Regions from separate parts of the Mustela erminea genome. Here region 1 is linked to region 2. Evidence: chromatin contacts called from public Hi-C data. All regions are on one chromosome and are shown on one strand. Each heading gives the region's core, a stretch centred on a gene start, on an enhancer-like site or on the middle of the called end of the contact. The rest is flanking DNA. Distances are from core to core; before and after follow the strand shown.

What was found. Hi-C and Micro-C count contacts between places; a contact is called where the count stands out from the background.
Region 1: a contact with region 2 is called in a Hi-C map of spleen, with 4 times the contacts expected there. The contact joins the promoter of RSF1 here to the promoter of INTS4 in region 2. A contact is called at or near these places in 2 of 3 Hi-C or Micro-C datasets (skeletal muscle and spleen).

The regions. Positions count from the first base shown.
Region 1 is chr9:52,352,201-52,357,551 of mMusErm1.Pri, forward strand. RSF1 (remodeling and spacing factor 1) reads left to right here and starts at 1,951. Exons shown (of 16, transcript XM_032358042.1): 1 at 1,951-2,389. The coding sequence starts at 2,203. It overlaps AAMDC (mth938 domain-containing protein), which reads right to left and starts at 1,776. Exons shown (of 4, transcript XM_032358051.1): 1 at 1,661-1,776.
Region 2 is chr9:52,191,329-52,196,895 of mMusErm1.Pri, forward strand. It overlaps INTS4 (integrator complex subunit 4), which reads left to right and starts at 2,228. Exons shown (of 24, transcript XM_032358043.1): 1 at 2,228-2,485. The coding sequence starts at 2,432.

The DNA of each region.
Region 1 (5,351 bases), core at 701-3,200, 160 kb after region 2:
CAAGTAGGGGGAGGAGCAGAGGGAGAAGCACCAGGAGCCAGCTCCATTCCAGGACCCCAAGATCTTGACCTGAGCTGAAGGCAGGCGCTTAACTGAGCCACCCAGGAGCCCCTTAACTTTTTTTTTTTTTTTTTAGTAGTAGTTTTCAAGCCCAGCATGGGGCCCAAGGATAGGCTTGAACTCTGGACCCTGAGATCAGACTTGAGCTGATATCAAGAGTGGGATGCTTAACTGACTGAACCACCTAGGCTCCCCAGTACTATGTAAGTTTAAAATGCACAATGAAAATTCTGGCTCAGGGGCACCTGGGTGGCTCAGTGGGTTAAAGCCTCTGCCTAGGGCTGGGGTCATGATCTCAGGGTCCTGGGATAGGGCCACATCGGCTCTCTGATCGGTAGGGAGCCTGCTTCCCACCCCCCCACACCCCCTCCCCCCCAATCTCTCTGCCTACTTGTGATCTCTATCAGTCAAATAAATAAATAAAATCTTTAAAAAAAAAAGAAAATTCTGGTTCAAAGTAATAGATTATATAAATCATAGGCGAATTCAATCTAAATTTCAGAAATTCTTTTATTCAGTAATAGCAACTAACGTTTTAAAAATAGTTGCAGTGAATGTGCCTGGGCATTGTGCTAATCAATTACCCGGAATAGCTAGTAAAACTCTATGATGTAAGTACTGGTATCACCCCCACTTCACAGAGTTTCCAAGAAATGAAGAATCTTCTGCAATGGCCTGAAGCACTTTTTTTTTTTTTAAGATTTTATTTATTTGACAGAGATCACAAGTAGGCAGAGAGGCAGGCAGAGAGAGGAGGAAGCAGGCTCCCCAAGGAGCAGAGAGCCCGATGTGGGGGCTCGATCCCAGGACCGTGGGATCATGACCTGAGCTTAAGGCAGAGGCTTTAACCCACTGAGCCACCCAGGCGCCCCCTGAAGCAGTTTTGTCAGGACCCACCTAAGGCTGACTTCCAAAGCTCAGACTTCTAACCATAGTGCACCTTGAATCCCAAGTTGCGCATTCTACTTTGCATGACTGATGGTTTTCTGAGATCCTTTGTGGTGCTCACTTCTGGCCCCAACGAAGTCGAACCCTGTCTTCTAACAATAGTTTTACTCTTCCACCAAGTCGCTTATCCTGTCAGTTCTTTTAGTGGAGTCCTAGCCCACCCTCTGACCCTGGTCCCCCTAAAAAGTCTCGTCCCATGAGATCCTCGTGCCTCAAGAGTCCCTTCCCCTCCCACCTTGGCAACCATAGCAGGACCTGTACCTTTATACCTTGGTCGGCCTGAAGAGTTGGTCCCTTCAGACCAAGATCTTCTACCAGGGCCCCAACTCCTCAGACAGGTGATACTAGCAGAGTCGTTCCCTCTGGCTCTCGCTCCCCAGAGTCCTCAGACTCTGTTTTCCAGCACAGCTGAGATTCTTGTACCCAGAAGATAGCAATACCCCTCACAAAGCTTCGCAGGCACTTCTCCCTACAAAGGTCCCATCCCAACCCCTAAGTAAGGGCACTTCTCTACCTTTCCCTTTCCAAACTTCTCCCAGAATCATGCTTTTTTTTCCTATTCTTCCCTTTTTCTGCTTCTAATTCACGCTCTCCAACTTCCCCCACCACCTGGTGGCCGGGTTTCAGTTCCCGGAGCTCCCCCAAAACTTACCCAACGTCCTCTCTTCAGGAGAGTTGCTATCCCAAGCGGCTCCGCGCTTTACCTCTCACCTTGGTTAGCTCGGGCCCTCTAGCTAGGCGCTCCCTCCACTCGCCCCGCCCTGAAAGCGCCTTTCAGCCAGTCTGAAGCCCCGCCCCCTCCAAACCTATTGGCCACCACTCGAAAAAGTCCCGCCTCTTCAGCTTCCAGTCCTCCTCCCTGCCCCGCTTCCCTTGTTTTCATTCCCCCTGTCACACGAGGCAGTGGCAAACCCAAAGTGGGAGGGGCGAAGTAAAGGGAGGGACAGGGGGGTGCGGAAAGAGGGCGGAAAGTGAAAGGCATAGAGCGCCTCTCTTTCCCCGGTCTGACTCGGTTCTCTACTGCTCCGAGCAGCCGTTGTATTGTGGGATCGCGGCGCCTTGCCGGAGACGCTCGGAACCACAGGGGAGCCCGCTCACTAGCGCCTCCTGTTGTCCGTAAGGCTACCCTGCCATTCCTCGGAGCCCAACTCCCTCCACCCCCCCATCGCCTCCTCCTCCATCCTCCAGTTCAAAATGGCGGCGGCGGCAGCAGCGGCGGCCGCGATGGCTCCTCCGGGCTGCCCCGGTTCGTGCCCCAACTTCGCCGTTGTCTGCTCTTTCCTGGAGCGCTACGGGCCGCTGCTCGACCTGCCTGAGTTGCCGTTTCCCGAGCTAGAGCGAGTGCTGCAGGCGCCGCCGCCGGACGTCGGCAGTGGAGAAGGTAAGCAAGGGGCCCGAACGCCCGGCGGGAAGCGGCCCTGGCACGCTCCTTCTCTCCTCTCTCCACGGACCTCCCGGGCCTTAGCGGCTCTGTCCTCCCCCTGGGACGCAGCTCCGCCCGGCCCGGCTTCTCCGCCCAGCCCCCAGGGTCTTGGGCAGTGGGGAGGCGGGGCAGAGACCCCCTAGGGCCACTGGGCCTGGCGCGGAGCGGAGGTGGGGGCGTCGCAGGCTAGGTGTGGGCTGGGGGCGTGGAGTGGTCATTGTGCTGGTCGGCGGCCCCTGGGACTCTTCTCCCGCGGCAGTGGCCGGTCCTCCACCCCTTCTCCCCCTGGGTGGCGGGGGAAGGGGAGCGCAGGTTCCGGCCAGCTTTGCGCTTTTCTCCTCCTCCCCTCCCTTGCTCCTTCCCCTCCTCCCACCATCCTCCCCACCATCTCGGGGGAGGCTGGGCTCATCTTCTCGGGGCGCCCCTTTCTCTCCCTCCACCTGGGTGGGCGGGGGCCAGCGGACACTTCAGCTCTCCCTCCCTCTAGTGGGAACTCCCCCGAGAGAGTCGCTCTCGTCTCTCTTCCCTTCCCCTTGAGGGCTGGTTTAACCCCCAAAACTCCTTCCTCAGAGTAGGGAGGTTTGCTCCTCCCCCATGGGAGGGGGGTCCTCCTCCATTCTCGCTTTGGGGGTCGAAGTCGGTTCAGCTTCTCCAGTTTGGAGGGTAGTGGGTTAATTTTTCCTCCCCCATAGTTTTCCTCCTCCCTCTCCCCACCTCCCCCCAAATAATAGAAAAGCATCTCCCCACTTTCCTAATCCCTTCCCCCTTCATCTTGGCAGCAGGGCTTAGGGGAAGAAGTCGCCCTCCCATTTGCAGGGTGGGGTGGGGTGGTTAGTATGTAGGCTGGAGGAGGGGCTCAGACGGAGGGGGAAACAGTTGAAGAAGGTGCTTGTTGCTCATGTTTCTCTCTCTGGTGCTGCTGGTCTATTATTGGTGTTCGCAAGTGGTGCTCCTTCCACATAAGGCCACCGCGCGGGTGCAGGGCGCATGCTCTGCCCGGCCCCATTGAAACTTCCTGCTGCTGCTGCTGCTGCTGGTTCTTTCGCTGGAGCATCTCAGCGCTGTGCCTGCTGCCTCCAGCCTTTACACTGATCGCGTACACTCACGCCTTATTTATTCCCGATCCATGTCTCTCGTTGTCCTGGCATATTTCTTCCTTCAGAGGAGGTTTTTTTTGTTGTTTTGTTTCTTTCTTTTCTTTTCTTTTTTTTTTTCCCCCCCTGTGTTCTGAGCATTGCCTTTATATGGGAACAGCTCTTGGCTGGAGAAGAGACGTTTTCCAAATAGATGGTTTTGTTTTGTTTTTGGCCCGTATTAGGTTGCTAAAGTAGACTGGGTATTGTATAGGACAGATAGCTGTTTCCGTTCTAAGAAAACAAGGTTGCTCTTCAGTTCTCAATGGAATTGAAAAAGTTTGTTAACCGAATGTATTTACATTTCTAGGAAGGGTCCAGGTGTGAAGTTTTTCAAAATAATAGCTTATAGAGTAAATGTTGTGGCTACTAAAGACTCAGGTTAATATAGGCAGTTATGGTACAGGCCTATATTTCTTCCTATCAATAGCCCAAATCTCTACCCTTAAAAAACTGGCATATAATAGGGTAGGGTGTTTTTTTGTTTTGTTTTGTTTTGTTTTTGTTGTTGTTGTTGTTTAAATTAGAGAGAGTGAGAATCCCCAAGCAAGGGGGAATGGCAGAGGGAGAGGGAGAAAGAGGCTCCCTGCTGATCAGGAAGTGTGACAAGGGGCTGGGTCCCAGGACCCTGGGATCATGGCCTGAGCCAAAGGCAGACTGGCTGACTAAGCCACCCAGTCGCTCCTAAAAGGGTAATTTTTATTATTTTTTTATTTTTATTTTTTTATTTTTTTTTAAAAAGATTTTTTTTTTTTTTTAAGATTTTTATTTATTTATTTATTTGACAGAGAGAGATCACAAGTAGGCAGAGAGGCAAGCAGAGAGAGAGAGGAGGAAGCAGGCTCCCTGTTGAGCAGAGAGCCCGATGTGGGACTCGATCCCAGGACCCTGAGATCATGACCTGAGCCGAAGGCAGTGGCTTAACCCACTGAGCCACCCAGGCGCCCTAAAAAGATTTTATTTATTTATTAGAGAGAGAGAGACAGTGAGAGAGAGCATGAGCGAGGAGAAGGTCAGAGGGAGAAGCAGACTCCCCATGGAGCTGGGAGCCTGATGTGGGATTCGATTCCCGGACTCCGGGATCATGACTTGAGCCGAAGGCAGTCGTCCAACCAACTGAGCCACCCAGGCATCCCTAAAAGGGTAATTTTTAAATGTAGTATAAAATAGGAGTGATGAGTTACATTATATAAAGACTTCCTGCACAATTTCTTTAACACTTTAGCTTCCCAGTATAGTTAATTTATTATCGAATTGCGTTTACATTTAAGATTTAGAGAAGTAGTCACTGTGAAGTAGAATGCCTTAGTAAATTGCTTTTAGGATACCTTTGGAAGTAATAGTAATATATGTATCTGAGAGAAATTTGGGAATTTGGGGAAAAGGATAGCTGGCAAATTGTTTTTGGAATTTGCTTGGACCAAGTTTAAAGGCAGGCATAGACCTGTGATGGCAAGACAAGTTGTCTTGCCTTCCATTCCTTTTAAGCATTTTGGCCACCGCATTTGGCTTGTTATAGAAGAAAAGGGTAGAAGGGTCAGTTTAATAGTTCCTGTTACCTTTCTATCTAGAGGTGAACAGTGGACCGCCAGCTAAGTGAAAAATGAGAAATATTCTGGGCTGAGAGATTATACCAGTGAGCTCAGCCACTGTATCTATAATAATAGATCTTGTCATAATGTGAGTTAAGAATAATTATTAATTAATGCTACACAGTTCCAGATACTTGGCAAATGAAAAGTCTCTGCAGGTGAAATGCCATTACTGTTCAGGGAAAAGATTTTCAG
Region 2 (5,567 bases), core at 978-3,477:
TTCTAAGTGCTTTTTATTTCACCTGACACATTTGTACATGTGGTAGTCTCTGTGATCTGGGATGACTTTCTTTCTTTCTGGAAAACTCACTATTTGGGGGGCACTGGGGTGGATCAGTCTGTTGAGCATGGGACTTGATTTCTTTCTTTTTTTTTTTTAAGATTTTATTTATTTATTTGACAGACAGAGATCACAAGTAGGCAGAGAGGCAGGCGGAGAGAGAGGAGAAAGGAGGAAGCAGGCTCCTCACTGAGCAGAGAGCCCGATGCGGGGCTCGATCTGGGATCATGACCTGAGCTGAAGACAAAGGCCTTAATCCACTGAGCCACCCAGGCGCCCCAGGGGACTTGATTTCTGTTCAGGTCATGATCTCAGAGTCTTGAGATCAAGCCAGGTGTCTGACATGGAGAGTGCTTGGGATTCTCTCCCTCTTCCTCTGGCCCTCCTCCAGTTACCCCCCTGCCCCAACTCTAGCTCTCTCTCAAAATATGTATTTTTAAAAATCACTATTTTTTTTAAAATCTTTTTTTTTTAAAAGATTTTATTTATTTATTTGACAGAGAGAAATCACAGGTACACTGAGAGGCAGGCAGAGAGAGAGAGAAGGAAGCAGGCTCCCCGCTGAGCAGAGAGCCCGACGCGGAACTCGATCCCAGGACCCTGAGATCACGACCCGAGCTTTTTTAAAAAAGACTTTATTTATTTGACAGATCACAAATAGGCAGAGAGGCAGGCAAAGAGAGAGGAGGAAGCAGGCTCCCCAGTGAGAAGGGAGCCCAATGCGTGGCTCGATCCCAAGACGGTGAGATCATGACCTGAGTTGAAGGCAGCGGCTTTAACCCACTTGAGCCACCCAGGCGCCCCAAAAATCACTATTTTTAAAGCTAGAGCAAAAATCGTTTCTTCAATACTTCTATGAGGCACTGCAGGGATGGAAAACTTTTCTTCCCTTCTAGTCTCTCTGGCTGGTCTAATAATTAGAAGACAGAACAAGAGGGGGAAAAAAAAAACAAAAACCATTTCATTAGGTACAGGAGCCCCGAAGTCATGAGGCCCAAAGACAGGCACTTGAGGCTTCTACGCCACCCTGAGCTCGGGAAAAGAGGAAGAGGTGTGCCTCTTCCGAAAGTGGAGAAAGACAATTCACAGAAAGGTAAGAGCAAATGTTTGGTGAACGAACGTTTGCCGGACTCCAGATTAGGTGTTGATAAAACATTACCTTTGGTATTAGCGTTCTCAGGCAACAGGCCCTCTAAATTCTTTCAGGAAGTTACGCGGAAGGTGAACAGCTCTTCTGAGCCTGTTGTGCCCCGACTGTCTTCAGCTATAAATACTCCCCACACCAAAATGGCACATTTTGGGGTCATTATTCTGCACCCCCACCCCCCAATCCTGAGGAAGTCAGTAGTTCTGTGACTCGCATTCCTGTTATCCAAGGACACTTGAGCTCTGATTATGTTTGGGCGTCTCTCTTCCCAGTTACACTGTAGGGCTTTAGGGTGAAGACCGTTTTTCTGGGTGTTGAGGTGTTCTGCACCTGCCACGGTATCCCGCGTCTGCGCTTCTGAAAGACCTTAACAATGAACAGCTAAAGCTTCATGAAGTAAAAACCCGACCGCGGGTTTCACCAACACGACTAACCCACTTCCGTCTGCCAAATGTTTCTCCATCATTCCCTTCCAATGTCACCACACCTCAGTCAGGTCAGCTGGCGGAGGCACTCTGTTCATTAAGTGCCAATCAAAGTCTGAAAGTTGGGTGCCTGACCCTTGACCTCAGGGCTCTTTCCTCTCTCCCGTAGCTATGGGGGTGCGGGTGAGGGAGGGCTGATTCCTTAAAAATAAATGGATTTCAAACAACTGGAATGAGACAGCAGGAAAAAGAATCCCATGGCAGGCGAGGGGTGTCACACAGCTAAACCTTACAGAGAGCTCAAAAACGCTACAAGCAGCAAAGGGGAACAGCCAAAGACGACGAAAATGCCGGCGGCCCCGCTCCCGCTCGTCTCTCCTCCGAAACGCCTCCCGCTGCTCCGGGTTTTGCCTCTAGCTCTGGCTCGTCCCACCTCTGACCTTTGCCCTCCCTTCGCTCAGCTCCGATGCTAGGCTCCCGACCACTCTGAGTCCACCAGCGAACCCCCGAAGGCTGCCATTGGCTCATCTGCTTCTTCAGTCCAGTCACCTCCTGCTAGAGGCCCCGCCCCCTCGCTCTGCGCCCTCATTTTCGTTCCGCCGACGCACAAGGCGTAGGAGGACAAATTCTGCTGCACCGCGTCAAGGGCAGTGGAGCAGCAGGAAGCGGCCTCTCTTTCTCGGAACTCCACTGCCTTGTGGGATAGTGGCGAGTTCCTCAGGCCCGGGCAAGTTTTCCGGATTCCTCCCCCACCGCCTCCCTGGTCGAGTACGGAAGCTGAGAGGGTACGCGGGCAGTCATGGCGGCGCACCTAAAGAAGCGGGTGTACGAGGAATTCACTAAAGTGGTTCAGGTAATTGATGGAAGGAAGGGTCCTAGGACTAGTTCGGGGAGGGGAAGGTTATCCACGCTCCAGACACTTTGCCAAAACAGGCGCCGCAAACCTGGGTTGAGTGCCGACTACTTTGATAGGCTCTCCGAAACTACACTTAAGTGGGCGTGTTCGTTTGCAGCTGCTGTTGTCATTTTTAATATGTGCAGTCTGACACTTAATAAAGTTATTAGAATAGAAAGCTCTTTACAATGTATGAAGATGTCTTATCCGTTATCTCAGTTTATTCTGGTTACGTTAGCACTAAGTTCTACAGATGTGGCTCAAAAGCTTCTGGAGGGATGGGAGGATTCAGAGTCAAATTCTGGTGGAGCTCCTCCCACCTCCTGTTCCCCCCCCACCCAAAAGCGCCCGGGGACACATTGGTTGTATGCAGAACTCTAAGGGGTTGGAGGTAGAGTCTGTAGAAATCCTCAAGACCCAGCTAAAGCAGGTGAGGGTTCCAGGCTGTATAGGGGCAGAAGTTTCCATTTGTGGAACAGCTTACGTAGGAAGGAGAGCAGTTATTTCCCTCCTTTGGAGTTAAGGACAGGTGGTCCGAGCCCCTGTTAGAGCAGTGACTCTCCATGTGTCTCCTCATAGATGTTTCTTTATAAAATAGAGGTTGATCCCAAGTTATCTCCTGTGTCGCTTCTTAGACTTTTTATGCAAATCACCTGGCGATCTTGGTATAATGTAGATTATACTCAGTGGGGTGGGAGAGGTGGAGGCAATAATTTGCATTTCTGACAAGCCCCCAATTGATTCTAGTAGGTCAAAAGCATCCTTAGATCCCTAGAGTACCCCTAGGTCCTCAGACGTCTAGTGTAGCAGGATTTAGACCATCCAGCAGGAAACTTCTTAGGTATTTCATTCATCCCTTAAGCAAGAGTTTGTTGAGTGGTTACTATGTATTAGGTATAGTGAAAGGTGTTGAGCTACAAAGTCCAATACACTTTAGGGTCCTTGTCCTTTAGGAGCTCACAGCCTAGTGGGAGAGACAGAAAAGCATACCGGTGATTATAATACAGAGAGATTATTGTATTGACAAGTTTTCACTTATCTTATTACTTATCATTTCTGTTTTGTGGACACATTTTTATAGCATATTCCACTGACTGTAGGGAAGATTGCTTTTTTTTTCCCCCTTAAATATAACTTTGAGATTTAAACTTGGCACTTTTTTGTTGCTTCATTTTATGTGAAATTCGTTTTCTTGAACTTTTGGAATGAGTCAACATTCAGGAAGGTTTTTCTTTTTAAAATTTTTAAATTTTTAAATGATCTCTATACCCAACATGGGGTTCAGGCTCACAACCCAGAAATCAAGAGTTGCCTGTTGCACCAACTGAGCTAACCAGAGCCCCCTCAGGAAAGTTTTTCACATTTCACAGAGCTGCTCCTTCCGTGATTTGCTTTCTGGAAATTTCTGGGCCTGTTTCCCCAGCTCACTTTTATTTTTCTTTTTCATAATTGTGGTAAAATACATATATTACCATTTTAAACTTTTTTTTTTTTTTTTTTGGCTCAAGAGTGAGGGAGGGCAGAGGGAGGGGGAAGAGAGACTCTTTGCGCAAGGCCCCATGCTCAGCATAGAGCCCAATGCAGGGCTTGATCTCACCACCCTGAAATCATGACCTGGGCCAAAATTAAAAGAGTTGGATGCTTAACTGACTGACCCACCCATGTGCCCCCATTTTAAACATTTTTAATTGTGTAGTTCGATGGCATTCTGTACATTCACAATTTTTATTTCCTTTTTTCCCATAGTTCTTCTGTTCCCACTACCCAGGAATACTCACCCTTGGTCTAGCATGCCATGTGTTTACACCTCTCCAGACTCTTGGACCTGTTTTCTCTTTCACATGGAGTGCATGTCATTTTTCCCTTTATTTTTGCTTTCCCATTTTTGTTTCAGGACCCATCTAAAACTTAAGCAATAGTTTCATCCCTTCCTCCTCTGCTTCCATGGCTAGTACTCTGTTTGTACTCATCTATTTGTACTTACCACTCAGTGTTATCAGTTTTTAACCTTAAAAATAGTTCTTTTACCAGCCAAAATGTAATTATTTGGGAATAACAGAATGTGCAATTGAGGACATGCAAGCCATGGCAAAACCACAGGCAAGTCCAACAAACAAAAAAGAGGACCCTTATTTTATGGAGAAGAAGGTGGGAGTTTTGAAGGGAAAGTCTAGGATGATGAGAGTTTCTCACTGGCTGAGTTGCAGGAGTGGCTAATTTCTTTTTTTTTTTTTTTTAATACTTTTTAAAAAAAGATTTTATTGGGACGCCTGGGTGGCTCAGTTGGTTGGACAACTGCCTTCGGCTCAGGTCATGATCTCGGAGTCCCGGGATCGAGTCCCGCATCGGGCTCCCAGCTCCATGGGGAGTCTGCTTCTCTCTCTGCCCTTCTCCTCACTCATGCTCTCTCTCCCTGTCTCTCTCTCAAATAAATTAAAAAAAAAAAAAAAAGATTTTATTTATTTGACAGATCACAAGTAGGCAGAGAGGCAGGCAGAGAGAGATGGAGAAGCAGGCTCCCTGCTGAGCAGAGAGCCTGATGTGGGACTCAATCCCAAGACCCTGGGATCATGACCTGAGCTGAAGGCAGAGGCTTTAACCCACTGAGCCACCCAGGAGCCCCAAGAGTGGCTAATTTGTTGTAGGAGATGCAATGTACATCTTTCTGTGTTGGGGCCTGTAATTGATGATTCTTTCTTGTTGATTTTTCTGTTAGGGTCTAGAATCCACAGTTTTCCCCCTAATTGTAAAGTGACACTGTTCCCCCCTTCCAGCCTCCCCTTGTATCCTCCGTACTTAGTTTTTGTGAGTTTTTTCTTAAATAATTTCACACAGTATACGTATCTCTCTACCAGTCTGGACTCCTTAAGGACAGAAATAATGCCCGGTTCATCTCTGTGTCTTTTGTTATGTGTAGGAGACTCTTGAGTTGTATGAATGGAGGTCTGAGTTCTTGGATTTCCCACAAAGATTTATGTGAGGATCCAGGCTCAAATAAAGACAGTCAGAAAGAGTGTAGCAAGCACAAACAGTTTATTAA